Regions from separate parts of the Mus musculus genome. Here regions 2, 3, 4, 5, 6 and 7 are each linked to region 1. Evidence: chromatin contacts called from public Hi-C, HiChIP or PLAC-seq and promoter capture Hi-C data. All regions are on one chromosome and are shown on one strand. The core of a region is the stretch at or near the end of the contact, and the rest is flanking DNA. Distances in the headings are between cores, read along the strand shown. Region 1 holds the start of Cd2bp2 (CD2 cytoplasmic tail binding protein 2). Region 2 holds the start of Lat (linker for activation of T cells). Region 3 holds the start of Nfatc2ip (nuclear factor of activated T cells, cytoplasmic, calcineurin dependent 2 interacting protein). Region 4 holds the start of Vkorc1 (vitamin K epoxide reductase complex, subunit 1). Region 5 holds the start of Nupr1 (nuclear protein transcription regulator 1). Region 6 holds the start of Sgf29 (SAGA complex associated factor 29). Region 7 holds the start of Sult1a1 (sulfotransferase family 1A, phenol-preferring, member 1).

What was found. Hi-C and Micro-C count contacts between places; a contact is called where the count stands out from the background. HiChIP or PLAC-seq counts read pairs in DNA pulled down with a chosen protein or histone mark. Capture Hi-C pulls out chosen DNA fragments and counts their contacts.
Region 2: an H3K27ac HiChIP or PLAC-seq map of embryonic stem cells shows a contact between it and region 1, with 3 times the contacts expected there. The contact joins the promoter of Lat here to the promoter of Cd2bp2 in region 1. A contact is called at or near these places in 1 of 39 promoter capture datasets (pre-B cells) and 1 of 115 datasets of contacts at active chromatin or transcription factors (embryonic stem cells).
Region 3: a promoter capture Hi-C map of liver shows a contact between it and region 1, with 2.2 times the contacts expected there. The contact joins the promoter of Nfatc2ip here to the promoter of Cd2bp2 in region 1. A contact is called at or near these places in 6 of 39 promoter capture datasets (hippocampal neurons, liver, neural stem cells and 2 more), 1 of 115 datasets of contacts at active chromatin or transcription factors (embryonic stem cells) and 3 of 9 other capture datasets (adipose tissue, liver and pancreatic islet).
Region 4: a promoter capture Hi-C map of liver shows a contact between it and region 1. The contact joins the promoter of Vkorc1 here to the promoter of Cd2bp2 in region 1. A contact is called at or near these places in 1 of 115 datasets of contacts at active chromatin or transcription factors (bone marrow-derived macrophages) and 1 of 9 other capture datasets (liver).
Region 5: a contact with region 1 is called in a Hi-C map of muscle stem cells, with 2.9 times the contacts expected there. The contact joins the promoter of Nupr1 here to the promoter of Cd2bp2 in region 1. A contact is called at or near these places in 7 of 39 promoter capture datasets (the HPC-7 cell line, cranial neural crest, hippocampal neurons and 3 more), 2 of 484 Hi-C or Micro-C datasets (muscle stem cells and olfactory sensory neurons), 2 of 115 datasets of contacts at active chromatin or transcription factors (embryonic forebrain and large pre-B cells) and 2 of 9 other capture datasets (adipose tissue and liver).
Region 6: a contact with region 1 is called in a promoter capture Hi-C map of adipose tissue, with 2.4 times the contacts expected there. The contact joins the promoter of Sgf29 here to the promoter of Cd2bp2 in region 1. A contact is called at or near these places in 5 of 39 promoter capture datasets (cranial neural crest, embryonic stem cells, hippocampal neurons and 2 more), 8 of 115 datasets of contacts at active chromatin or transcription factors (the 230-238 cell line, differentiating embryonic stem cells, embryonic brain and 5 more) and 3 of 9 other capture datasets (adipose tissue, liver and macrophages).
Region 7: a promoter capture Hi-C map of liver shows a contact between it and region 1. The contact joins the promoter of Sult1a1 here to the promoter of Cd2bp2 in region 1. A contact is called at or near these places in 1 of 39 promoter capture datasets (liver), 3 of 115 datasets of contacts at active chromatin or transcription factors (embryonic brain, pancreatic cancer cells and stem cell-derived neural progenitor cells) and 1 of 9 other capture datasets (liver).

The regions. Positions count from the first base shown.
Region 1 is chr7:127,194,213-127,197,935 of GRCm38.p6, forward strand. It overlaps Cd2bp2 (CD2 cytoplasmic tail binding protein 2), which reads right to left and starts at 1,865. Exons shown (of 7, transcript NM_027353.4): 1 at 1,717-1,865; 2 at 1,149-1,249; 3 at 811-946; 4 at 532-689; 5 at 1-429. The coding sequence starts at 1,226. It overlaps Tbc1d10b (TBC1 domain family, member 10b), which reads right to left. Exons shown (of 9, transcript NM_144522.5): 9 at 3,247-3,723.
Region 2 is chr7:126,367,952-126,371,674 of GRCm38.p6, forward strand. Lat (linker for activation of T cells) reads right to left here and starts at 1,617. Exons shown (of 12, transcript NM_010689.3): 1 at 1,197-1,617; 2 at 991-1,018; 3 at 851-885; 4 at 544-631; 5 at 348-412; 6 at 235-264; 7 at 95-155; 8 at 1-19. The coding sequence starts at 1,299. It overlaps Spns1 (spinster homolog 1), which reads right to left. Exons shown (of 12, transcript NM_023712.3): 9 at 3,590-3,655; 10 at 3,227-3,325; 11 at 2,784-2,955; 12 at 2,109-2,462. The coding sequence ends at 2,368. It overlaps Mir7058 (microRNA 7058), which reads right to left and starts at 94; the gene lies at 20-94.
Region 3 is chr7:126,394,982-126,398,704 of GRCm38.p6, forward strand. It overlaps Nfatc2ip (nuclear factor of activated T cells, cytoplasmic, calcineurin dependent 2 interacting protein), which reads right to left and starts at 1,756. Exons shown (of 8, transcript NM_010900.3): 1 at 1,375-1,756; 2 at 961-1,033. The coding sequence starts at 1,734.
Region 4 is chr7:127,893,576-127,897,298 of GRCm38.p6, forward strand. Vkorc1 (vitamin K epoxide reductase complex, subunit 1) reads right to left here and starts at 2,042. Exons shown (of 3, transcript NM_178600.2): 1 at 1,834-2,042; 2 at 930-1,039. The coding sequence starts at 2,006.
Region 5 is chr7:126,623,747-126,627,469 of GRCm38.p6, forward strand. Nupr1 (nuclear protein transcription regulator 1) reads right to left here and starts at 1,724. Exons shown (of 3, transcript NM_019738.1): 1 at 1,577-1,724; 2 at 1,144-1,287. The coding sequence starts at 1,688. The coding sequence ends at 1,157. All of the region lies in intron 1 of Gm39087 (a long non-coding RNA gene), which reads left to right.
Region 6 is chr7:126,647,392-126,651,114 of GRCm38.p6, forward strand. Sgf29 (SAGA complex associated factor 29) reads left to right here and starts at 1,918. Exons shown (of 10, transcript NM_029339.3): 1 at 1,918-2,086.
Region 7 is chr7:126,674,496-126,678,218 of GRCm38.p6, forward strand. Sult1a1 (sulfotransferase family 1A, phenol-preferring, member 1) reads right to left here and starts at 1,923. Exons shown (of 8, transcript NM_133670.2): 1 at 1,807-1,923; 2 at 949-1,088; 3 at 733-858; 4 at 554-651. The coding sequence starts at 1,823.

The DNA of each region.
Region 1 (3,723 bases), core at 615-3,114:
GGTAGGGGTTGGGGTTTCCAGTTCACCCTCTGCTACTTCCTCAGCAAACATGTCCAGGGAGGGTGGAGGTGTGGGGTCATGGGATCCCTGGGCCCGACACCCCAAACCCTTCAGTCGCATAGCCAACCGTTCCCTTGTTTCCTGGTACACACCAAGGTTGCCTCGTGCCACCATTTGGTCAGCTAACCCAGACAGCCGGTCTAGCCGCTGGGGGGAATTGGGCCGTCCAGTCCCCTTGCTGTTGCTCCCTTTGCCTCCTCCTCGGGCCCCCAGCCGCCTAAGGGCCCCAGCCACTGTCTCTCTTGGCAACAACAACTCCAAAAGTCCCTCCAGGAGTGCTTGGGCGCTCATTGGAGTCTGACCCAGGCTGTCTTCCTCCTCCGAGTCTGAAACCTGGTGCTTATCAGGGGGCCGTTCCTTGATCCTCACCTACAAGGAAAAGATAATTAGAATTTCTTACAAACTTCCACCAGGGCCCAGGCCCTGCACCTGCACTCCCAGGCCTCAGCCAGAATAGTCCCTGGGCCACACCCAGTCAATGTTGTCCAGCCAGCTGTCTCGGATCTGCGCATCCTGGTTCAGGAAGTAGTTGCCATCAGCATCAAAGTGGCCTTCCTCCATCTCTTCCTGCAGGTTGAAGGGTGTGATCCTCACACCGCCCTCACTAGGGAGAGTAGCTGCTTCCTGACCTGCACCGAAGACATTGGGGGTGGGGCATGCTAGACACGCAAAAGGGAAGCAGGCACACCTCCCACCTCCATCCTGAAGGCTTGTCCCCCCAACTCAGTTAACGCTTCGGACATAGCTCACCTTCTACATCCTCTGAGGCCAGGATATCATATTTGCTGGACCCTTCCTCATCATCATCCTCTTCATCACTGTCTAAAGAGTGCTTGCCTTTGAAGCGGCTCCCAGGACCACCTGCTGCAGCCACAGGGTCCACCAGCTGTGAGGAGGCCGAAGCAAATGAGAAATGCAGCCAACTGGGTAGTTCCCCAGATACTCCAGGATCTGTACACAAATCTTTCCAAACCCAGTGCGCCGGGGAAAACTAACACTTCCTTGGCTTCCCGGCTTTCCTCCCATCAGATTTCTCCTTCTTCTTTCCTCTCAGTCCTCCACGGAAATTCGAAATCTGGCCATCTCACCTTCTTTTTGGGCACACTGATTTCATCTTCACCATCCTCATCTCCAACACCCTGAAAAGTCACTTTCCTCTTTGGCATGATTGGCTGTGGATTTCCTCCAGCTGGACCTCGGAAAAAGATATGTAGTGAGGAAGTGAGGTAAGGAGAGAGGACCGCGGGGGAGTGCAGGGGCCACCAACATTTTTCCTGGTAAATGTGAGCGAGGACAGATCGCTAAAGCATCTGAGAGAACTAGCAGGCACGACGTCCGGGGTTGGTTGGGCAATTCTGAGGCCCGGAGGAGAGGCGATGGGAAGGATCTCCGCCCCCGCGTGGACCCTGCGGGTATTCCCACCCGGGGATGGGGAGTCAGGTTCCCCTACGTCACCACTCCCCTACCAGTCCGGAGCTACCGAACTCAACCACCTCTCCCACCCGAGTGCTCACAGAGGCCGGTCGGACCCAAGAGCTGGAGCTGCCTAGATCCCCGAATACCACGTAGCGACCTGCTCGGCCATGTCCTTGGCGTACAAACTAAAGGCGAAGCAAACCCGCGGGGATTCAAACAATCTTACCCGCCGGTGCTCACCTAGGAACCCAGGGTCAGGCGGGGAAGAAAAGGAAAGATGCTTTCGCCGGTATTACATCCGGGGCACCCGCCTTCATCACCCGGAAAAAAACCGTGGAGACCGGCATAGGACCCGGAAGTGGCTTCACTTCTATTCAAAAAGGGCGGATGCATACCATTAGCCAAGGCCGACTCGCGGCAGGAAGTGACGCAAGACCTGCAAAGACTCGCGTGAACTACGTCCTTGCCTCACGGGACTTGAGGATGGCGGGAAATGTTTTATTATTCCTCTACGATGGAGGCTACAGTGAGGATAAGGACGTGGTGTGCTAAGAGGTTCCCAAGGCCTGGATGGAGAGGCACAGGCCGAACAGAGGCTTCGGGCTTCCGTTTGCATGTATGGATAGGGTTCTGTACGCCTAGTGGCCTTCAGTAGACACCCGGGCTTCCGATCTTAACGCAGTCCCAACACTCGGGAAATTGAAACAGGATTGATTGTCGCGAGATTGACGACAGTCTGGGATACAACATGAGACCGTCTATTTTTAAAGAAAGTCTTGCTCTTCTCTCTGAGTCCTGCTTCTGATTATAAGCGCTCGGGCACCTTCCAAACCAAGCCCTTTTAGAACCCAGGAGTCATTTGCACCATGTCTATTCTCCCACTTAATTCCTAGTTTCTGTAGCGGGACAACCATCACAGGAGGTGCCACTGGCTTCCGTCCGTGGCCTGTAACCAGGCAGAAGCCCATCAGTTACACGAAGCCTACCTCATCCCTTAGCAAACTGCCAAAGGGCTGGGATCCAGCTCCTGCAAAGCTGGGGCCAGGTGAGATCTTCCCCAATAGTGAGGTTTAGATCTGGAGCTCTGGGGAACAACTCAAACCTCAACGCCTCCACCCCCGTCCCCACCCTCGGCTAAATAGCTCCGGTGATCCTACTAGAGTTGGAAGAGGGCAGCCAGATGGACCACGCCTTTCTCCTCCAGGGTTTTCTCCCATTGTGAATCATGAAACTTCACTTCTGTGGGTACAGAACACAAGTTCTAGACCAGGAGGGCATCTTGCTACAGACAGGACCCTGAAGAAAGCAGCTCTCAGCACTGCTGGTTCATCCGGAGGGGGTTTTCTCTACCTGGAGACCACACACCCTGATCCCCTTTCTGCTGAGAAGTGCCAAGTGGAGCTTTACGGCCACAGAAGCCCACACCTTTATCATCCTGACCCGGAGTAGAGGGTGTGTGGCAAAGATCTAGCCACAGAAAACAAGAGCTGCGCAGTTTGGTTGTGTGTACCTGCTGGGATGAACCCCAGGCAGTTAGTCTACCCTAGACGCCCAGGGAACTGCACCAAGCTGCTGACCAAGAACCCAGCCCAATCTAAAGATGGTGGTTTTGCACACACTCTCAGGCCCCTCCTTCAGCTTCCAGGGGGCTGAAGCCATTGGAAAGGCGATCCCAGTCCTGCAAGCTGTGCAGAGGATCCCAGGAGGCCAGTGAGAGTGGGAGCAGCAGAATCCAGGCAAAGCTGAGGAGGAAGGAGCTGGACCACTATGTTTGTTGATGAGAGATGAAGTGAGCGTTTACTGTGACTCCTTTTGGGGGTCGAATACTATTCACAGAGGTTGCCTAAGACTATCAGAAAACAGAGACGTACATTATGATTCATAGCAGTAGTATACTGTTATTAAGTAATAATGAAAATAATTTTATGGTTGGAGTCACCACAATATAAAGAACTGTATTAAAGGGTCACAGCATTAGGAAGATTGAGAACCAGTGGTCCAGATGTTCCTGCCAAGACCTGCAGACTGAACCTATGGAAAGTCAGACTTTGTGCCTGCCTCCCCCACTCCCCTTACTCTACAGCACTCTTCAAATAACAAGGCGGGAGACAGATATAACAGCAGGTTCATTTTCCGGTTCCTCAAAGCGCCACAAAACTGCCACTGAGGTGGGACCAAGACAGAAGAGAATGTAAACATTGGGTTCCACCCCTGGACTCAAGGGAAGACCCTTATTCAGAGAGGGGC
Region 2 (3,723 bases), core at 367-2,866, 830 kb before region 1:
ACTGTCAGGCAGCACCACTCTGGAAGAAAGGAAGGAACGAGAAGTTGATAAAGGGCACACAACTTCCACGGTCACCTCCCCTCTACCCACTCACAGGTAGCCGTTGGGATAGTCGTCTTCATCCTCATCTGCATCCACATTCTTACAGGCTGGCTCTGTGAGAAAGGAGAGTTAACACGACCTGGACAGGTCCAGCCTCCCCACCCCACCCACTACCCCAGACCCCAGACCCACCCTGGTTCTCGTAGCTTGCCACACTGTTGGCTTCAAAGAGAGAGGGAGAAGAAGACTGGATCAGCTCAGGTTGTACATCCTCCCCAAAGCCCTCCTGTGCCCTACACCCTTACCATCATCTGAATTCTGCTGGGAAGATGGCATCCGATGGGAACCCCCAAGGGGCTGTGGGGATCTCCTGGAAGCCAAAGGTCAGAGATTACGTCTAGGTAGGACTCTGGGAGCAAGACAACCAGGAAAAAGCGCCTCCCCAACCTAGAAGGTGGAGAGGCACAGTAGACCCAAGGGACGGAGTTGGGGGATACTCACGGGATGGGGAGCAGGTCTGGCTGCCTCAGGGGTGGGAAGGAAGTGACTAGAGGGTAGGAAACAGCAGGTGTTCGGGGGACGGTTATTTCTGAGGACACAGAATGAAGCTTGAGGGATGGCTCCAGACACCCCCCATCAAGGCCTCGAAGGACAAATGGACCCCAAAATAACATGCCCTAGACAGACATGGGGGCTCCCACTTTCCCCATCCCAAGCCAGGGAACAGCCCTTCAGACAGCTAAAGGTGAACAAGGACAAACGCACACTCTTAAAAACCCTCGAGGAGGGCCAGAGACACTGAACTCACGAGGTGGCTTGATGAGGATGCTTCTTGGGTACAAACTGGCAGGAAAGAGACAGCTTGGGTACAGGGCCAAGAGGGCCCCAGCCCCAAACCCTTGAGTGGAACCAAGGGAAGACACACAGGGACACGGGCTTCCCACTCACCTCTCTGTGGAAGTGCTGTCATAGGAGACTGGAGGAAAGAAATCCAACAAGTCAGGATCGGGGTGCACCAGGGACAAAGAAACTCAGGCCCCCCACCATCAATCAGGGCCCAGGTAGGGACAGTGGAGAGTGCAGGGGCTGGGGAGGGTATGAGGATCCAATGGAGCGCCCACCCATCATCCAGTTCCGCAAAGCTTCCCACTTACCTGGCAACTCACGGCAGCGCACGCACAGGGCAGCCAGGAGCGTGACCAAGAAGGGCAGCAGCAGGAGGCCCAGCCCCACCGGGCTCAAGGCGTCTGCTTCCATCTGCAGAGCACCTGCCACAGGCCCTGCTGCACTGCAGCCCCTCGAGACAGAGTGGCAGCAGGGGTATGGGACCAAGCGGGCTCCAGCCTGGGATCCGCCCGGCAGTAGGCAGCCGTATCCTTTCGGGGCTGGATGGCTCCCCTCTCTTGCTGGACTGAGTTGAGAGCAGTGTTGGCTCTGGAAAGGTGCTCGCCCCAGAGCCAGAGCTGGGGCCCGTGCCCCAGCTACCAGCTGCACGATCCCCGTGCCCAGCTGTACCTGCCCCTTTCTTGCTCCCCGCCTGCCTCTCCTGCTCACCACCGCGTGCGACAGGAAGCTGTGGTGAGGGCAGGAAATCATCAGGCTGCTCAGCAGGCTGAGCCTGCCCCCTGCCCACTCACCCCCACCCAGTTGTGGGAAGGGGGAGGAGGCAGAGGGACTGTGTGGAGGAAGGGTCTAAGGCTGCAGGATGAGGCAGCCCGTCCACTAGGAAAGGAGACACGTGCCAACCAGGCCCGCGGTACCCTCCCCATGCCCGGGTGGGAGAACTGCAAGGAGGCTCTGCCAAGGCCTGTGTGGACCGAGGGCACTGAGGGCACCACAGGCCCCCAGCTCCCAGGCTTAACTACTGGGAGAGCGACTTCCAGGGGACCACGGTGAGTCACAGTCATACTGAACCAGCTCACTCAGAAAAGAGCAGCCCTCCTTCTAGATTACCAAGCTCAGAAGACAGGGACTTACCCACAGGGTGACCTGACAGCCCCTGCTAAGTCCTGGGACTATGGATATTCCCTGAGGCCAGTGGCACCCACAGAGAGACAAGCAGTCAGTCAGGAGTCTGATTACAAATTTTATTCCATTACAAATAGCACCAAACCCCTTGGGCTGTCCTAGTAGAGAGGACACCCCTTCCCCGTTTCTGGACTCCCATCTCTTCCCTGGGCTGCCCATGTAGTGTCTGGGAGCTGGGAGATATCCCAGGGCTTCCTTCTTGGACCTGGGCCTGGTGAGGGCTTCTGCCTGGGAACCGTCTTGGGTGGGCCCAAGGCCCAGCTGCGATGCATCAGTGGCCGGGTAAGCACCGGCTCCTCAGATGAGCACGCTGGACACGGGGACTCGGGTAGAACGGCCTCGCTGAGGTACTACAATCCGGTCATCTGAGGGCCCAGACTCATGCAACAGACCTGCGAGAAAGGGGTCAGAGCCAAGGCCAGTAAGATAAGAGCCAGCAAGGGGACACAGGCAGCAAGGGGACACAGGCAGAGGGGCCCAGATGAGGCAGCATGGAGAGCCCTCAGAACTGCACACAGACAGAGCCCAATCCACTTCCAGACAGACCCAAAGCTAAGCTGGATGAGCCTGGGATGCTGGGACTCTTGCCCCCAGCTGGTGGCATGAATGGATGGGCTAGTCTGAGTGGAGGGAGAACTGTAGAGTACATACGCGGAGACAGACAGACAGGCAGGTGGTACTGTGAAGGTGGACCTACAGTGACCCTCACTCACCCTGCACGTGGAGTTGAGCCCGCCGGCGGTCATCTTCAATGAACATGGCGGTGCCCAGGAAGGCCGCACCACCCAGTGCCCCAACGAAAGCACAGAGCATGAGCGAGAACTGCAGAGCCCGGAACTCGGACAGGAAGGAAGGGGGCCAGCTCCGTCGGAGGCGGTCAGAGATCTGCAGGGAGAAAAGAGTCAGAGACCTGGGGGGTGCAGAGCACTGACCAAGAAAACAGAGGCTGGGAAGGGGAATATTTGGGTCATAGGGTGAGACCCACAGCCTAACGGGCAAAACCTTCCTATGGCTTCCTTCCTATACACCAGAGGACCAAAGGGGAGATGCGCCATAGGCATCTATTGCCTAATCTTGGCCAGACTCATGCCACCAGTCAGGGTAGGGAGTTCCAGGTCCCCAAAACCATTCCATCCCAGCCAAGGATAGCACTTACTAGACCAATGAGGTAAGGGCTCCCTGCATCTCCTAGCAAGTGGGACAGCACTATCTGGAAGGCCTCAGCCGTGGACCGTCGAGTTGGGATCACCACGTACTGGGGGTGGGAAGGGAAGAACTCAGTAGGTTCCCAGAGAAACCAAGGCCAAAGCCCACTGTAGGTCCATGACAAATTTTCACTCAGGTTAAGGGCTGGCAGACATGAGGTGGGCCAAGCCCAGCGGTCCCTCTGTGGCGGGACTCAAGTATACGTAGGGTTGACGTTTGAAGGGGAAAAGCCAGACTCCAGATTAAACGCTACCTCCCGACCCCGTCCCTGCTCCCATCAGCCTCTGGATTAACCTGTATCTGCCCTACTCACCAACAGGATGTCAGCCACAATGGCCCAGTTCATGGACAACAGGGTCTCCCCAATAAAGATAAAAATCTGGGTGGCAGAAGTGGAAGAGAATCACGCGGCAACCAGGCTTACCCAGTAACTCAGTCCCCATTGCA
Region 3 (3,723 bases), core at 506-3,005, 800 kb before region 1:
AAGTCTACACTTTTAAAACCCTTCCTAAGATACCCTGCACATGGATATCTTTTCTATCATGTCACACTTCTACATTCCAGGTGCTATCCTAACCACGGATGTGGCAAATAAAATATACACAAAATCCTTTTAGTTCTCACCAAAAATCTTTAAGATAGGTCCACTATTATCCCCATTCTCCTCATGAGGAAAACTTGCTCAAAGTCACACAGTTATGAAGGATTCAAATACAGGCCACAAGACTCCTGAGCCTGTTCTCAATCAGCCTACCACACGCCCTCACCTAACAGAAAGGAGTCTTAGTTCCAGGTCTTTGCAGACTGTTATCACTCCCCTATTAGCCTTGACTCGTAGTCACTGGCCTTATTAAAGGGTTTGCAAAAACTTATCAGTAGAGAATAAAGAATGGGCAGTTCTGATAAAGTCAAAGAAACACTCTTCTGGCTCCAAAGTGTTCCCAAGGAATGGAACACTGTAGGAGTGTAACAAGATGTCACAGAGTCTCAGAACTCCCTTCACCCCTATTATGATAACACAGATCAAAATGTCAAGGGTAGGTACCTCAAACTTCACTCTAACATATCCATATGCCCGTTAGGACCCGAAGAGGGGAAGGGGTGGACATGGCTATTAAGTAGGTTCCTGTGACTTCTGATTAATGAACCAGCATCTTTATGGACCATAACTTTCCCCTATCTCAGACTCAGGAGTCCATTTTCCCAATACCACTTAGAATCAAAATTGTGTGTCAACTGGATAACACTTGAGCATCATTCTCCAGACCCTAGATACCACTGAAGCACAGAGAAAAGGGGTGGGGGTGGGGGCAGGGGGACGGAGGGTGCTGGAGCGAGGGGGGGGCGCGGGGGGGGGGGGGAGATATCACTGACTACAGGGATGTAAACTCTAGGAAGTCTCAGAGAAGCCAGTGCAGGGTACTCCCGACAAACCCACTCTTACCATCTTCAGGCTCTGAAGGGCACAGTTTCAAGAGGGATGAATTATCTGGAATGAGGTTGAGGCTGCTCTGTACCTACGAAGACAAAAGGGGGAAGAGGAGGTGGGTCTCACATCCTGCCAACCCTACTTAAGACAAGAATGGCTCTTCCCTCGATTCCAGCACTTGTCTTCTCTAAGGACTCCAATCCCTGAAGCGCATCTAGAAGGCCAGCTTCCCTCGATCGTCCCTCGATCTCTCTCAGCCTCCCTCTACCCGAAGATACAATCCCAGATAACTCCATACATCTAACATTACCGACCCCCTCGTATCTCCAATCTAAAAGTATTCATCACACACACACACTGCCCCAAGCCAAACCCGCCACGCCAGTCTTAGCACTCCCCCAACAACCCTCCTTGGGGACCTTGCTGCACCTTCCCGGAGTACACTGGGACCACCGGCGCCTCTCCGGGATCCAGCAGCCGCCGCCGCCGCCGTCGCACCAATGTACGCGGGGCTCCCGCAGGCCCCTCGGCCGCCCCTTCACTGTCACTGTCGCTGTCCTGCTCAGGTTTAGCCGGCGCGGGGAGGCGGGCGACCGGCACCTCTACTGGGTCTGCGACTTCCAAGACCTCTTCGTCGCTGTCACTGACCAAGTCCACAAGCACGGTGTCTGGAATGAGCCTAGCCGGAGACTGCCGGGCGCGAGGACACCGGCCACGGGCGCCTCGGGCTCTCCGAGCGCCTCGGCCACCGCGGGACCTCGGACCACGTCCCCTCAGTGGTTCCGCCATCTCCCACACTGCTTCCACAAACACCGGCCTCTACACAGTCACCGGCCCACCGTATTAGCGTCTGTCCCTTTCATTGGACGAACAGCCTGCCGGTCATCATCTCTTCCCGCCCACACGCTCTGGATCCGCCTATCCACGTTCTCATTGGTCTACTTACCTGTCTATCACCTACCCTCCACTAAAACAAAGGCGCCAAAGATTCCAATCTCTTTGGTACAATCAAAAAAGGTTTCGATTCTGTACAGTTCATCCATTGGCTAAATTTCCTCCTGACCCAGCCTTCCCCAGGGCCCGCCCATTAGAGAAATCCATTTTCCTGGTTGGTGAAAGACTGGCGCATCCTGGGAATTGTAGTCCTCATTCTCGGAAGCCACAGAAAAAGCCTTGTGGAACTAAGGTTAGAAGCTGAAGATCTTGGGCTGTGGATTCCTTTTGTGTCCTCAACCTCTGTGTGGCAGGAGTTCCATTCCACACTAAACACCTTCATGCATGTCACCTCTGAAATACTCTACAAACACAATATCAAAACAATATATGTCATAGCACAGCACAACTCAGAAACACTTTTTAAGACAATTACAAATTAAAATAAGAGACTTACTTCCCTGTTGCAAAGAAAAGAGGCTTCCTTCTGGCTCCTCTTTCCTGATCATTGAAATATGAATGCTTCTCGGTTTACAGCGGGGTTACTCTTGATAAAGGCCTTGCTGCCGCTTATCTGCACAATGTACTACAGAGCACCAGGGTTCATGCTCGTGATTGTAGACTGACTGGGAGCTAGCTGCGCTTTCCAGCAACATGCTATGCACACTTAGCTCGTTTGGGAAACAATACAACTTCAAAACTCAGAAAGGTCTGAATTCTGAGAGGTCTTTGATGGTTTAATGTTTGTCTGCTGGTCAATACCCTGCTGGCATTCACTCATGCATGTGGAAATTAACTGAAAAAAATGTAAGTACTGTCAGTACCATGGTTGTGCATATGCTAATCCTTCTAATGTCTTAATAAACCCCTTGCCTTTTCACAACTCAGCAATTCAAGGTAGAGTCTTCTCTTTGAAATGCAGACATCACTGGGCAGTGGTGGCACAAGACTTTAATCAAGCACTTGGGAGGCAGAGGCAGGCAAATCTCTGTGAGTTCAAGGCCAGTTTGGTCTACAGAGTGAGTTCCAGGACAGCCAGCACTGCACAGAAAAAGCCGGTCTCAACCGACCCCCCCCCCTAAAAAAATCAAACTGGGGAAACCAGATCCAAGAACTTATCAGGTAGGCCAGACCAAGAGTATGACTTCCTCATAAGGAGCCCATAAAGTGATGGATGCCTGCCACTGAGATGGTATGCCTCCACAATATCCTGTCGCCTGATACCCGATGACTAAATCATAGACTGATAAGCAGAGGGTTCTCTGACTTTCTCTGGAGCTTAGCTTGCCTCAGTTTCCCACTGTTGCCTGGCCTGCTCAGCTGCCTACCCCTACCCCTGCTCTCCTGACCCAACCTGGACTTAAAGCCACCATTTCCTGCTTTTGAATCCTGGTTCCAGCAGCTCCCTCCTGTCACTGGCCTGATTAGTTATCAATGCAGACTCCATCAGTTCACTTCTGAGACCTTTTGAACTCTAATGTAGCCCTTTCTGTTTATTCTGTAAATCTTATATATGCAGGGAGATATAATTTGCTGTCTGTTGTGTCATGTGAGAGTTAATATTAGTAATTATGATTGGGATAAAAGAACATGCATTCACCTTGGCCAGATCACTAAAATAGGTGGATCGTGTGTGACAAATTGCTGCCATTAAGACCACTGACATTTGTGAATTTATTGTTAGTAGATTCTGTTACTGAAAAGACACAAACGGGCTGGAGGGATGGCTCAGCAGTTAAGATCTCTGACTGCTCTTCCAGAGGTTCAATTCCCAGCAGCCACATGGTGACTCACAATCCTCTGTAATGGGATCTGACACCCTCTTCTGTCATGCATGCATACATG
Region 4 (3,723 bases), core at 792-3,291, 700 kb after region 1:
AAGTACTCTTAAGACAGGATCTGATGGGCCTCATCTGGTCAATAATTCTTGGGACCCAGAGTAAATTCTCTTGCTAAGCTACACAAGATGAAACACAAGTTACACTTTGGAGTCCTCTCAAAAAGAAGTTCAAGGTCAACCTGGAATGTCTCCCAAAGCAAAGCAAACCAAAAAACTATCAGTTGAGCACGGTGGTGTACAGTCCCAGCACTCCGGAAGCAGAAGCAGGAGAGTTCCTGCAAATTCTAGGCCAGACTGGTCTACATAATGAACTCCGGGACAACTAGGGTTATGTAGAGAGACCCTGTCTCAAAAAGACCCTGTCTCAAAACCTACCAGGTGTGGTCCAAAGCCATGCTTTAATCCCAGCACTCTGATGGCAGACACAGTCAGATCTCTCAGTCTGAGGCCAGCTGGTCTACAGAGTGAGTTCCAGGACATTCAGGACTACACAGAGAAACCCTATCTCAACACCTGCCTCAGCCTCACCACACCCCTCAAAAACAAACCAAACAACAAAAACAAAACCCATGTGAGGTGTGGTGGCCCATGTAGTGACTTCCAGAACGGCCAGGATTACACAGAGAAATCCTCTCCTTGGGTTGGGGGGGAGGGGGGAAGAGGAAAAAAGGTGAGGGAGGGAGAGGGAGAAGAAAAAACGAAAAACTAAACAAAAAGAAAGAAGTTGATTCTTTGCCATAAAACTGAGATTGTGAGAAATCTTTGAGGGCCCTCAGCCTCTGGCTACCTAAACCAAGTAGGATAAGCCTCCTGCTAAGTGTTCTGCTTTCTTGACTCCTTGTGATGAGATTGCTCAGTAATTAGCAGCTGGGTGTCAATTGTCTGGGTCACCGACACGACACGACACGAGGTGGGGCTGCTCTGGATTTCAGAAGACAGGTCATGAAGGGGCAAAGCCACTCACTCACCTAACAACAGCTGTAAGGTGTAGAACAGGCAACCAAATATGCTGTTGGATTGGTTGAGGACGCTGTCCGCTCCTAGCATGTGCTCCACCAGCCCAAAGCCCCGGCCCCACCTGGTGGAAGTGAAAGAAGCAGGTAAGTGGGGTAGGCCAAGTGCCTCTTGAGCTTTTTTGTAGAACAGTGATTAGCAAGAAGCTCCACCTACTAAGAGTCCAAAGGGCATTGACCTGGCATGTCCTGGGGCTCTTAGTGGCCTGTCATCACAGACTATCAATAATTTTTCAGGAGTTGGTGAGATGGCTCAGGAAAAACAAGTATCAGCTGCCAGGCCTGTCAACTGGATCGAATCCCCCCGCAGCCCACAAAGAAGGAGAGACTCAACTCCCGAACGTTATTCTCTTGACTTCCACATGCATGTAGTGGCATGCATGTGCCACCTCACAAACAAATAAATGAAAGGTTAAAAGTTTTTCCCAGCTTGATTTCGCTTTACGGTGATCACAACTGGGAAATCTATTTGCTTGGGCCTACAAAGCTACAGTTCCCTCACCACCCACTAACATTTGGTCCTCCAACCCGGACAGAGTGAGCCACTTTGTCCCCTCAGCACAGCCAATAGTCCACCCCCTCCTCCCGCTTTGTATCATCTCAAGTTTCCTCAGTCTCTATGCAATATACTGCCCTGCCTCCTCCAGTCTTCCCATCATTGGTATTTACAGTATCCTCAGAAAGCGTTCAAGCACCAGTATCTCTGTGAGGTCCAGTGTGCACGTCCGATTACCCACCAAAACCCATGGAGCCAGGCCGCTCTCAAAGTGTCCTTTCTGTGGACACTGCGACCCCAGACTCCAAAATTATCTGGTAACCTGGCCTTCAAGAGCCCCATGCTTTCCATGTCTGCACGCACCGAGAGGAGAAGACGCGGGAACAGCTGATGGCCGTGCCCACATCGCAGAGCGCGCGGTAATTTTCATCGCGGGCGCGCGCCGCCTTCACGTGCAGTGCGTACAGTGAGAGGGCTAAGCCAGCGAGGCACAGTGCAAGCCGCACGAGTCCAGGGCTCCTCCAGGTGGTGCCCATGTCGACAGTACAGCCCAGGGACAGGAGGGAAGAATCGCCACGGGGCAGGGCGGGGCCTGCTGTCACCACGCCCCTCCTACCGGAAGATTGGTCGGCCTCCGCTGGCGTTCTCCAATTCAATTGGTTATTCTTAGGCATGACAGCTAGGAATGCTGGGCTGGTAAACAGGATTTAGGAATGTGGGTAATCATTGATAACGCAGCTGCCGGGCATGATGGGAATTGTAGTTGGAGAGGCTGCAAGACATTAAGGGAAATTTGAGTATGTAGTGCTGTAAAGCTACTTTGTTTTGTTTTGTTTGGTTTTTCAAGGACAGGGTTTCTCTGTGCAGCCCTGGCTGTCCTGGAACTCACTCTGTAGACCAGGTTGGCCTCTAACTCAGAAATCTGCCTGCCTCTGCCTCCCAAGTGCTGGGATTTAAAGGCGTGTGCCACCATGCCCGGCTCTGTAAAGCTACTATTAACAGGACGGTAACACACACACACACACACACACACACAAACACAAACACACTGTCGCTATCTTCAGACACACCAGAAGAGGGCATTGGGTCCGGTTACATATGATTGTGAGCCACCGTGTGTGGTTGCTGAGAATTGAACTCAAGGACCTCTGGAAGTTCAGTCAGTGCTCTTAACTGCTAAACCATCTCCCGTTTAGCTCATTTGGGGGGGGGGGGGAGGTGAGACAGGGTTTCTCTGTGTAGCCCTGGTTGTCCTGGAACTCACTCTGTAGAAGACCAGGTTGGCCTCGAACTCAGAAATCCTCCTGCCTCTGCCTCCCGAGTGCTGGGATTAAAGGCATGCGCCACCACGCCCGGCTTAGCACATTTTTTATGACAAGTTCTGTCTATGCATCTGGTATGTCTAGAACCTACGGGTCAATAGACGAATGGAATTCCGCGAAAGCAGGGATACGACTCTGGAAGCATTTTCCCCGAAATTATTTCAGATACCATTTGTCTACAACCTGTCTTTCAAGATCACCGCCAGCCATCCCTCGTGTCTCACTAGCGCCCCTTGTGGGCAGAGGCACCCTCCCTCTCACAATAAATTCCTTTATCTAGGCCATACTTTCCTGTGATTTCCCAGACCTCTGTACCACTGTGGCGCACTCTTGGCAAAACCTGAGCCTGGATCAACCCAACAATCCCTCTTATATTATCTCCCCTTTACAAATATCCCCCCCTCCCCACTGAGGACCTGTCAGTTCTGTACTGTCTGCCTTTCCACCCTTCCCATTTGCCTGGAGTTTCTTCACCAGCTCCCTCTCCAGTTGTCTTTAATCTAATCCCTTCACAGCCAAGTTTTGGGAAGATTTTACATTCCCAGTCTTCCTTACGTCTTACTGATGCTCACATGACAAACTAGCTGCCCTTGAGCATGTCCTTGACACCTAGTTGCAAGCATGACTTGAACATTGAGTCTAATGTTTATTTTTAGAGTCAAAAAGTTTGACTTCCAAGTGATATTAGTTACTGCTTTAAGGAACTCTTTCTTCCTTGATGGCTGCCCTCTCTCCATGGCTTCTCCTTCTCGGGTCTACTTCTTTTACGTCAGAGAGTGTGGTGGATACTGTAAGTGTTCCTGCTCAGATGGGAAGGTATCCTGGGACTCGGAAGCCCAGGAACGACACAGCTGAGGAGAGAAGGTATTCCAATGGGAGGGCATCCTGAGACATGGGGGCCCAAGAGCCACACAGCTCTGAGAGGAAGCAT
Region 5 (3,723 bases), core at 474-2,973, 570 kb before region 1:
CCCCCCACCTCTGGTTACCAGGGAGCTCAGTCAAATACGGGTCTCATATTATTTTAGATGTAGAATAAAAATAGTGTCACAACACTATTGTTTTGTTTTGTTTTGGTTTTGGTTTTTGTTTTTTGTATTTTGTTTTTTCGAGACAGGTTTCTCTGTATAGCCCTGGCTGTCCTGGAACTCACTTCTTAGACCAGGCTGTCCTTGAACTCAGAAATCCATCTGCCTCTGCCTCCCAAGTGCTGGGATTAAAGGCGTGTGCCACCACTGTCCGGCCAACACTATTTTTTTCATTTATTGATATGCCAATGTGTTTGCATGCATGTGCGCACATGCGTATTCTCGTGTGCTACTTTGAGCATATGGAAGTCGGTGGACATTGGGGGCACAGAGGTCCTTGTACTCAAGAGAAGCACTAAGAACCAGAAGTTTTAATCATGCCGTGTGTCTCCTCAATGCAGGAGATAAAGTCAAATACCTGCATTCCACTCAGAAATCTGAGAGTGGATTTTGTTAACAACCTGGTGAGCTTTTGGCTCTGTGTGGAGTCAGACCTCCCCAGCTTTTGCTATAGAAGCCGACCTCACTCAAGTTCTCCAGAATGATAATCCCAGACTCTCCCCTCCCTAGACCATTACCCACTCTTAGGAGAGATGTCACATCTGCCTGATGACCTCCATGCTATTGGTCAGAGACCACTCTAGATTCTAGGCCTTTAGCTCTAGAACCCACCCTCATGGAGTTTCAGTGTAGTCACACCTCAAGCTTTATTGTGCTCCTGGAATTGAACTGATGGACCTGACTGTTGCCTAGAAACCTCTTCCCAAATTGTACTGTGTTTTAAATATGCTGACAGTGAACCGCCTGGCGTTAGATGCCCTGAAATCTGATCCAAGCTGATGGAATTCGGTCTGAATGGGGTTTTCATTCTTATCACTTCCCTGCCTGGACATCTATCTGCAGGGCTCCCTGGGAACACAGCTTGCAGTTGGTTCTCTCCCCTTTCATCACTCGAGTCCCAGAGATCAAGCACAGGTTGTCCTGCTTGCCTGCAAGAGCCTCTACCTGCAGCGCCATCTCACCAGGACCAGCTTTTGGCTCCCCGCTTCCCGCTCGGCACACTTAGGCCCGGCTCTCCCGACTCACCTCCAGCTCCGTCTCAGCGCCAGGCTTTTTTCCTTTCAGAGTTCTGGAACTTGGTCAGCAGCTTCCTCTCATGCCCGCCAGGGCTAGGGCGGTTGGTATTGGCAGCAGCTTCTCTCTTGGTCCGACCTTTCCGACCTCCCCCGACTGGTGGAGCAGGAGGTAGAGGAGGTGTGTGAGGTTAGGACAGGCATATAAATGGCCAGAGTGGGGCGGTCACGTCTTCACGTCTGAAGCACTCTATCCTTGCTGTTTACTCAAGTATAGAATGAGAGATGCTCACTTGTGAGTTCTTGGGGCTAAGGGAGACAGAACTCAGTAGATGAGACTAGAAGGGGTTACTTGGGAGTTGGGAATAGATTAGCTAGGAAAGGTAAACCGGGGTACCCAGTGAGAAGCAGATGGGCTGACCAAGGAGCTACCACGAAAACCTTACCGACACAGGGATGGGCCAGGCTGTACTGATCATATTCATCCAGGATTCCATCTTCATCCTCTAGGTTTAGAGGTTGCTGGGAAGGGTTGGCTGTTGGTGGCAAGGTGGCCATTATGCCTAGTCTGCTCTCTCCAAAGTCTTGCCTGTGTCTCCTTGTCTGAATGTCTGCCCTCTCCCAGTTTCTCACCCTACTTATAACGCTGTCTCCTCCCTAAACCACGGGGTTGGCCCCCGCCCTCCAAGCCCTGTCTGATGCAATCTGGCCCTTTCCCAGAACTGGGCCCATAGACAGCAGTCCTGAGCAGAGAGGAGCACCCTCCCCTCCCTCCTCCCTCACAGGACTCACCCAAGCACAGCTGTGTTTTTCCACGTGGAAAGCTCTCGCCTCAGGGGCGGAGGAAGCAGACAGGATCTGGGCACAGTCTTTGGGATATTGGCCAGGGAGAGCAGAGGGCCTCAGATAGGCCAGTCCTTCCTATCATTTCAGCCTCTGCCACAAGCCCCTCCTGGGCCTGGGTCATAGTTAGACAGACAGACAGACAGACAGACAGACACACACACACACACACACACACACACACACACACACACTGTAGTCTGGTTCAGATTCAGGAGGTAGTGGCAGCATACATACTGAAAAGGGAGGGAGGAGGGACACTGACCCACTTCTTGCTTGGTCAGCAGTTCCTGTCACACCCAAGGCTTCTATTTTTGTGAAAAGTCCCCTTCAACAGAGTCCCCAGGGACTTCTTCCTCATGCAAGATGGAGGATAGCTAGCTGGTAGAGACAGCAAATACCCTGGATTCCACACTCTGATTCCTGATCCACCTCCCTCTACCTTTCTTTCTGACAGAATCCTTCTATGGAGCCCAGGTTAGCCCTTGAACTTGCAATTCTCTGGCCTCCTCATCCTAAATGCTGGGATCACAAGTCAGCTCAGATCCAGTGTTTCCTGCTGTGTGACCTTGGACACGTCACTTTCCCTCTCTGATTGCTTCAGGTTCCCCCTTTAACAGAGGATAACTCTATCTGGCTCTGTTGGTGAGAGGTTGCAGACTCATGAGGCCTGGAAAACCTTCACAAGCGGGAACAGTGTAAGGATTAGTCACAACTTCCCATGGGTTCCCATACAGTGCCCTTGCCTTGACCCTCCCCCCTCAAAAAAAAAAAGGGTGGAGAAAAGGAATTTAAAATAAAATATTGTGTGTTGGCAAGATGACTCAATGGGTAAAGTACTTGCCACCAAGCCTGACAACCTGAGTTTATCGGTTTCCAGGACCCATACAGTATGGGAGAGAAAAATGTCCCATAAATTGTCCTCTGACCCTCACATTCCTATCCATGTACACACACAATAAATACGTGTGACTTCTAAAATTTAAATAATATATTGAGGGCAGAATGAAATAAACAGGTATTTGTGCTTTGATACCCCCTGCCTTGTTTTTTAGGCAGTCTCACTGTTTTAGCTGTGGCTGGCTAAGAACTTGCTCTGTAGGCCAGATTTGAGTCTAGTGTTGAACTCAGAGATCAACCTGCCTTTGACTCCTGAGTGCCAGGTTTAAAGGTGTGCATCACCACACCCAGCCAGTATGAATCAAGTGTGAACTAATAGTAAGCTTTTTCAGTCCATACTAGCTTCCCTTGGGTTGTTTGATAAGAATTAGTATGAATTTTAAGTTCAAATAAAAAGCATGTGAAATGAAATTTTCTACTTTTTTTTTATTTTAAAAAAAGTTTTCATACAATGTATTCTGATCAAGGTTTCTTTTCTCCAACTCCTCCCAGACCCTCCCCATGCCCCCAAATTTTACTCTATAGGAAACGAACAGGTGAATCATCATTGTCACCGTCGTCGTCGTCAGAAATATGAATGAAAAAATTAAAAAGCAGAGGCCATGCGGCTCCTGGGTATGGTGGAGAAGGTTTAGTGTAGACATGAGGGAGAGCACAAGCAGAGCTATCTGCAAGAGTCCAGAGTGAACATGGCCAGCAGACTTAACAGGGCCTGTGGGAGACAGAGAGAGAAAGAGACAGGGGGAAGAGAAGAGAGGAGGGTCGACAGAGGAACCTTGGACCAAGTGGCCAAGAGGCAAAAAACAAACAAACAAAAAAACAAAAAAACCTGAGAACCCAGAGACCAAGA
Region 6 (3,723 bases), core at 668-3,167, 550 kb before region 1:
GCCTGGTCTGCAGAGTGAGTTCCAGGACAGGCAAGACTACACTGAGAAACCCTGTCTTGATGCCCCCTGCCACTTGTAACAACAACAACAAGACACTGTTTCTCTGTGTGATAGCCTTGGCTGTCCTGGACTCGAGTTGTAGACCAGGCTGGCCTCAAAGTCATAGAAATCCACCTCTCCTTCCTGAGCACTGGAATCAAAGGCATGTGCCACCATGCCTGGCTAGCTTCTTTCCTTCCTTCCTTTTTCTTTCTTTCTCTCTTTCTTTCTTCCTAGACTAGTCTCACTGGTGTCTTGAACTCCCTATATAGAACAAGCTAGCCTCATTCATAGACATCTACCTGTCTCTGTCTTCTAAATGCCACTAGCTTTTCCATGTAGTCCAAGATCACCTTCCCAGAGAACGGTGCTACCTACAGTGGCTGGGCCTTCTGTATGAATTAACATGGTAACGTGGTAGTGCACTCCTATAATCCTATATAATCCATTAGACAATTCCCTATAGCTAGGTCTGTCTGGGAAATTCCTCAGTGAAGACTGCATTGTCCAGTGGCTCTAGGCCCTGTCAAGTTGTTAAAATTAACCAGGACAACTGACTAGACATACAGATTCAATGAAAGAAAATTATTTTTTCAAACTGTAAAAAGTATGTGTCTCCGTGTGGGTATGTGCACGTGAGTGCAGGTGCCAGAGGACAGCACATCAGTACCCTTGGGGCTGGAATTGCAGATCGTTATAAGCCACTACTGTAGGCACTGGGAACTGAACACGGGCTCTTTGCAAAAGCAGTACATGTTTTTGATTGCTCGGCATCTCCCCAGACTCATTCATATACATACACACACACACACACACACACACACACACATATATATATATATGTATACACACACACACACACACACACACACATATATATATATATATATATATATATATATATATATATATATATATATATATATACATTAATTTCTTTGCTAGTCTAGGGGCTAAAATAGTTTCAGTGTTAAAATGTAAGGTTTCCTAATAGAAAAATATCTGATAGCTTGTTGTATGCCAGGCACAGTGCTATGTACTGGGAATGTCTAATGATCTTGACCTTATAGCATTTGTAATTCTATCAGAGAATAACAATATGTAATTATAAACTTTAAAAGATTTTCAAAAATATTTTTATTCTATGTCCAGGCGTATGTATATGTGTATGTGCACCTGTGCAGTGCCCTCAGAGGCCAAAAGAGGGCATTAGATCCCTTGGAGCTGGAGTTACAGGCAGTCTGAGCCAGCTGACCCAAGTGCTGGCATTCTAATTCTGGTCTTCACGATTGAGCAGTACTTGCTCTTAACCACCAAACCATATTGATTTTTTTAGGTGTTATGTACGAAATATTAGGATAGTTAGGGTGGGAGCAGTCCCTAGGGACTGAGCCCGGGACCATGCTAAGCAAGTGTCCTACCACTGCACTAACTGGGCAGGCATCCACAGGGTAGGTATCCAAAGATGTAGCTAAATGTTTGCATGTCCAAATCTTTTATTTGCTGGGAAGATTCTGTAAAATACAAGTACTAAACCTAAAACTGCTTATTTGGAATTTAAAAATATTTTCAGATACATTTTAAATTCACGGCAAATTTCAGCTTAAAGTACAGAGTTCTCATCTGCGTCCTGGGGCCCTCCCTCCTCATCCCCAACAATCTGATGTGGTTTTGTTGTTGTTTTCTTCTGGTGCAGAGGATCCGCTCCCATCACCTTTCACATGCGAAGCGAGGCTTCACGCATGCTTTTCTGTTCCTTTGACTCTGATCTATTAAATCATGATTAAGTACATCAAAGCACAGGTGTCGAAGTAAGAACTACGTTTCCCAGAGTGCAATGCAGCACGTCACAGAGAAGTACCCGGCATGCGCAGAGGAGTCCTCCGCGCTCGACCGCGCTCATAAGAGAAACAGCGTGTGTGGTTCTTGACGCGCCGCGAACCTTCGAACGCAAGTGCGAGACTACCCTGTGAGGAAACGTTCCAGGGATTCGCCTGTTCCCGCCATCGCAGTTACCAGCGCGACGTGCTGTTTCTTCCTGTGCTCGGTAGGTGGGACGGGGCCATGGCAAGGTACCTCCAAGCAGCGCGGGAACGAAAGGCCAGCGTTCCTGCCCGGCGCCCGGCTCGCCGAGGCGGCGTCTGAGGAGACGCGCACGCGCCCTGGACGGGAAGGGGGCGGGGCTGTGGGAGCCGGCGCCCTGGGGCTTGCGCGTGCGCCCTACCTCTCTGAAGAGGTGGGAAGCGGCTGGAGCTGGCTAGTCTAGATGCCGGCAGCTGATGTGAGTCCCAGACATCAGCACATTTTACTACTTTCTCAAAAGCTTAGTTTTTGGTAGCCCAACCTGGCCGTGAGATCGCAGTCCTCCTCCCCCAATCCCGAGTGCTGAGATTACAGACTGCACATGCTCTAAAGGTGTCCATTTTCACAACAGTAACTTCATCCACTCTCCAGCTCACTCTTGTGTTGGCTGACACATGTATCCTAGGACGTCTGCGTCTACTCATCAGCACCTTCCCCTACCTGTCAATGTTCAGCTTTCTCTAGGGAGGCTTTGACTCATGCTGTTTCACAGAAACAGCTCTAACAAAGCCACCTTGACTTCTGGATTCCGAAGTTCAGTGATACAGGATTGGTAGCATCCTCTTTCATTGCCTCGGTTCTCCTCTAAAGAACTCCTGCTTCCATTGCTTCATCTTTAACGGTTGTACCATCAAAATACATAAACCCTTCTTCATCTTGCCTTTCTTTCTGTTCCCTCCTTGGACATTGTCTATTTCACACTTTAAATAAAAATAAAATTTATTTTGGTGCTCTCGTTTCTATCTTGTAAAAATATTTGGTGTGTGTGAAGGCAGGCATGTTCATTCCATGGCACTTTTGTGGAGGTCAATTGACAGCTTTCAGGAGTTCTCTCCTTCCATCATGTAGGCTTCTAGGATGGAACTCGGGGTATCAGGCTTGGCACAAGCACTTGAATCTGCTGAGCTATCTCACTGGCCCTCAAATTTACATCTTGTAGATCAGTATAATGTTGTGGTGTTAGAATCCACAGGGAAAGACCAAATCTTAGGCTCAATTCAAATTTAGATGAAATGGATTTCTTTTATTTATTACTGCTAGGCAGTAGGCAGTAATAGGCAGAAGGATGTCAGCCTTAAAGCCAAACAGCATGCCATGTGGTGTGGAGGGATCCAAAGGAAGGAAGGGGGCTGGAGAGATGGCTCAGCAGTTAAGAGCACTGACTGCTCTTCCAGAGGTCCTAAGTTCAATTCCCAGCAACCACATGGTGACTCACAACCATCTGTAATGGGATCTGATGCCCTCTTCTGGTGTGCATGAAGACAGTGACAGCGAAATAAATAAGTCTTTAAAAAAGTTAAAGGAAGGAAGGGTTATAAAGGTAGATAGCAACGGTGACTCTTACAATTAATTATCTATAGAATCCATAGCTGGGCCAGGTCATTGTTTTTCTCCCCATGTTGTTTCTCTTTCCCATTGTATAGTAATAAAACACTTCTTCATCCCAGTCCCACAGATAAGCAAGTTTACAAACGCAGAAAGCAGGAACACAATTATCTTATTCTTATCTTGCCTGCAGGGCAAAGATAAGAAGGCCCTGAAGGGTTGACTGCCTGGTACCATAAATCTCTCTGGCCATCACAGGGGAGTTATGTGTAAATT
Region 7 (3,723 bases), core at 673-3,172, 520 kb before region 1:
GATTTCCCAGCACTTCTTTTTGGGATGGCAGAAGAGAAAACAGGACTGGCATTTGAGTTGTTGAGATCTCATCGTATGGGCATCATTGTCCTAAGATTGTACCTTCCCTGATACCAAAGTCCTGGCTATTTGTTGAACTGTTTTATCTGACTCCTTTGTTGTCAGCACATCCACGTGGTAAGTCAGAGTCCCAGCAGGCTCTGTGTGTGTCCTGTGAACACCTAGACTCTGCATCTCTAAAGAGTTCCATTTTCCTTGTTATCGGAGCCCTTCCAGAGTGACAGCCAGTAACCCTCCATATGAGATGAAATAGGGCTTGAATAGTTCCACAATTCCCAGAAGAACAAACCAAAGCTATGATGACCCCCAAAAGGCCCCTTGCATCCTCTCACCCCCCCCTTCCATTCCTTCTTTCTTTTTCTCTGTCTTTTTGAGTGAGACATGGTCTTGGACTTGCTGTGTAGCCAGTTGCCCCCAGTCCTTCTGCCTCTACTTCCCACATGCTGAAAAGCACTACCATAACTGGGGTTTTCTGTTAGTTGGTTGGTTTTACCTTGATCTTTTGATCCAGCAGACTCTGAGGGAGTAAGGACAAGGGCAGATGTGTCTTAATGATCCGTGGGGCTGGTGTCTCTTTCAGAGTTTCAAGACCTAAGTTGAACAAGGAACTTTGTTAAACTGGGGCCCGGTCCTACCTTTTTCCACTTGTCTCTAGCACCCCCATGCACATACCTGGGGGGACCCCTGGGCAGCTGAACTCAAGGAAGGGTATCCGGGCATAGACGGGGGCCCGGCCACACTTATCTAGCTTGCCACCCTGATAGATCATATCCATGATCTCACTCATCCAGGTAGTACCTGGAAAGGGAGGAGCAAGAGGTGAGCGAGGCTCAGAGTCTTGACCTGCTTACCAAAGTGTGTGTGTGGTGGGGACCACTGCTCGCTCACCAGACTTTGGGTACGTGCTGATGAGCACATCATCAGGCCAGGCTGTGAAGTTCTGCAGTTGCTCCATTGTCTCCGCAAAGTATTTGATGAGTGGGATTCCCTTCACAGGCACCAGTGGTTTACGCAAGGGCTCCATGTTGCTGCATTGAGAACAGAGTAAAACCCACTTCTCTAGCAAGTCCACAGTACCATGTGTTAAATGATTTAAGACGGGGATCCTGGGGCTTTGGCAGAGCCCCCCAAAGTGGCAGGTAGATCTGGGATCAAAGGCAAATCTATCTCCACCAAAAGTCACCACTGTGCTATGTCTGATCACCTGTGGAACATTGTTCCATGTCCCTAGTGCCCAAGCATACATAGTCCAGGCATTAAAACACTCTGAGGTAGAATCAGTCCAATGTGTGCTGTTTCCTAGGATATTCCAGCTCATACATGAGAAAACGGCAGGCACCAGCCGAGTCTTCACTACTTCCTAGTGCAGCTTCAGGCCATGGCCTCTCTCTATTTTTTTCCCCTTGAACTTCCTGTTATCTTCAGAAATGCCTCAGCCCATCTAGAACTGATATCCTATTTTGCTCTGAGACAAATATAACCAATTTAGCTATTAAGCTTGTTGCAAGGTAGGGAGAAACTTTCTACTAAAATAAAAAGGATTCTAAAACAAGCCAGAGCGGAGGGGAACTCAGACAAACCACAGTTGCTCTTCTGAGGTGGGGTATGCATGGAGAAAGTAGAGAGGCTAGAGGCCCAGGCAGCAGTCAGGCAGACTAATCAAAGTGTAAGGACTAGCTGGCACTTGAAGAGCAGTGGAACCAGTATCTGGGCAGGACAAGGTGGCCACCCCACTCTGCCACTCACCTGGGGTTCTGAGCCATGCCTCCCTCGGTGCTCAGTGGTAGGGATCTTTGTGTAGGCTTTGCAATGTGGGGAATGCAGAATTGGTCTTTGAGCTGGAGATTTTGTGTCCCAAGTGGGAGGAAGTGGAAACAGTGCTAGGACTGGCTGTTCTCCAGAAACAAAAAGGGGAGGAGGTGGAGTAGGGCAGGGTTCTGTTAACCATACTGTGGACTGTGGGTTTAGCCTGTTCAAAACAAAACAAAACACCAATCAGGCCACAGCATGGACAGTGGGTTTCTTTTGCTCTGCTTCTGACTCCTTCCTAACTTACCTAAACTTAAGGTAGAACAATGGGACTTTTCTAATTAACCCACTCTGGCATAGGGAAGAAAGTAGCCAGATGGGGACACCTGCTGGCTCCAAGCCAGTCTTGAGGACACCTTGGGCTTCGATCAGAGCAACCACAGCGATGCCTGGAACCTCTGACGTCAGGGAAAGTCCAGAATGATGGGAAGGAGCAAGGTCAAGGAACTAGAGGTGCAACAGAGTTGGAGGGGTGTTCATGGGAGTGTGAGTCTAAAGGCCCTGGAAGGTGCCCCTGCCTTCATGGCTCTAGTCTACCTCATCCAATACCACACGTGACTGGTGGAGATCAGTCCCTAGAAAGATTTTCACCCTCTGCAAAGACAAGAGGCTGCAGCTGGGAGAGACACACCTCCAGGAGTGAGGAGTGCCCCCTTGACCTCTGTCTGCTGTTGGAGTGAAGATGCAATATCAAGCTGCACTGGGGCTGCAGAGGCTCCTGTACCACAGCTGTGCACCTCCTGACCCTTACAGAGTTGTCATCTCAGAGGAGAGCTGTGCAAAGCTGGGCATCAGGACAAGACTTCCCATTTCTCTAGAGGAAATTGTGTTTGTTTGAGACTATGTAGACTGATGACAGGACCACTCCGAGGTGTGACTGAGGGGAGGATTTTATTGTAGATGCTAGGGAGAGTTCAGCCATAGTGATCTGGAAGAGTCCAGAGAGAAAGAAGTGGACTGAATATGACCAGAAAACTGGACTTGGCCATGAGAAGTGGGTTTGGGCATGGGATAGCAAGAGATGAAGACAAAGACGAGGACTTGGAGAGTGGGGTTGGGGGATGCGTAGCTGAGATAGCTGGGTTATAGGACAGTGAGAAGCTGGTAGAAAGGGAGCCTCTGGGCCAGGGGAGCGAGAGGAGCCAAGATGCCAGCATGCCTTTTAGTGTGCTAATAGGTACCACAGATCTGTTCCTTCTGCCAGAATAAGGGAATGGCTCCTTTAGTAGAGGAGAACTGCTTCGAGAGATCCTAAAGAATGCTGGCTTTGGAACTGACAGAGACAAGGTCTCATACTGGATCCTAGGCTGACTAGGAATTCACCATGTAATCCAGGGTAGACTTGATCTTGTGGCAATTCTGCTCCAGCATGTCAAGGGCTAAGATTGCAGGTATGAATGTATATATTCATATATTATGTCATCTTTTTTCTTGTGGGTGGGCGTTCGGATCCAGTGCCAGGCCTTAGAGCCATGGGATCTACTAGCATGCACCTATGAAGAGAACTGGTACCAGTGGAGAGGGGATCCTCTCAGAACTTGGTACCTATACAGAGGGCCACCAGCAGAGCCGCATCGCTGGAGGGACAGTGTTGAGTTGCAGCTCAGAACTGTATCTTTCCCAACATTTTGCTCGCAGGTTACAGACTGGAAAGCTTTGCTGGTACACCTGCTGCCACTGAAGCAGGGAGAAAGAAGAATAAAGACCAAAGGGTCCAGCTTTGGACCAGCAGGATAGCTCAGATGGTAAAGGCACTTGCTGCCAAGCTTCATGGTCTGAGTTCAATCCACAGGACTCTTACAATGAAAGGAGAGAACTGACTGCTACATGACACATAAATATGTGTACACACTT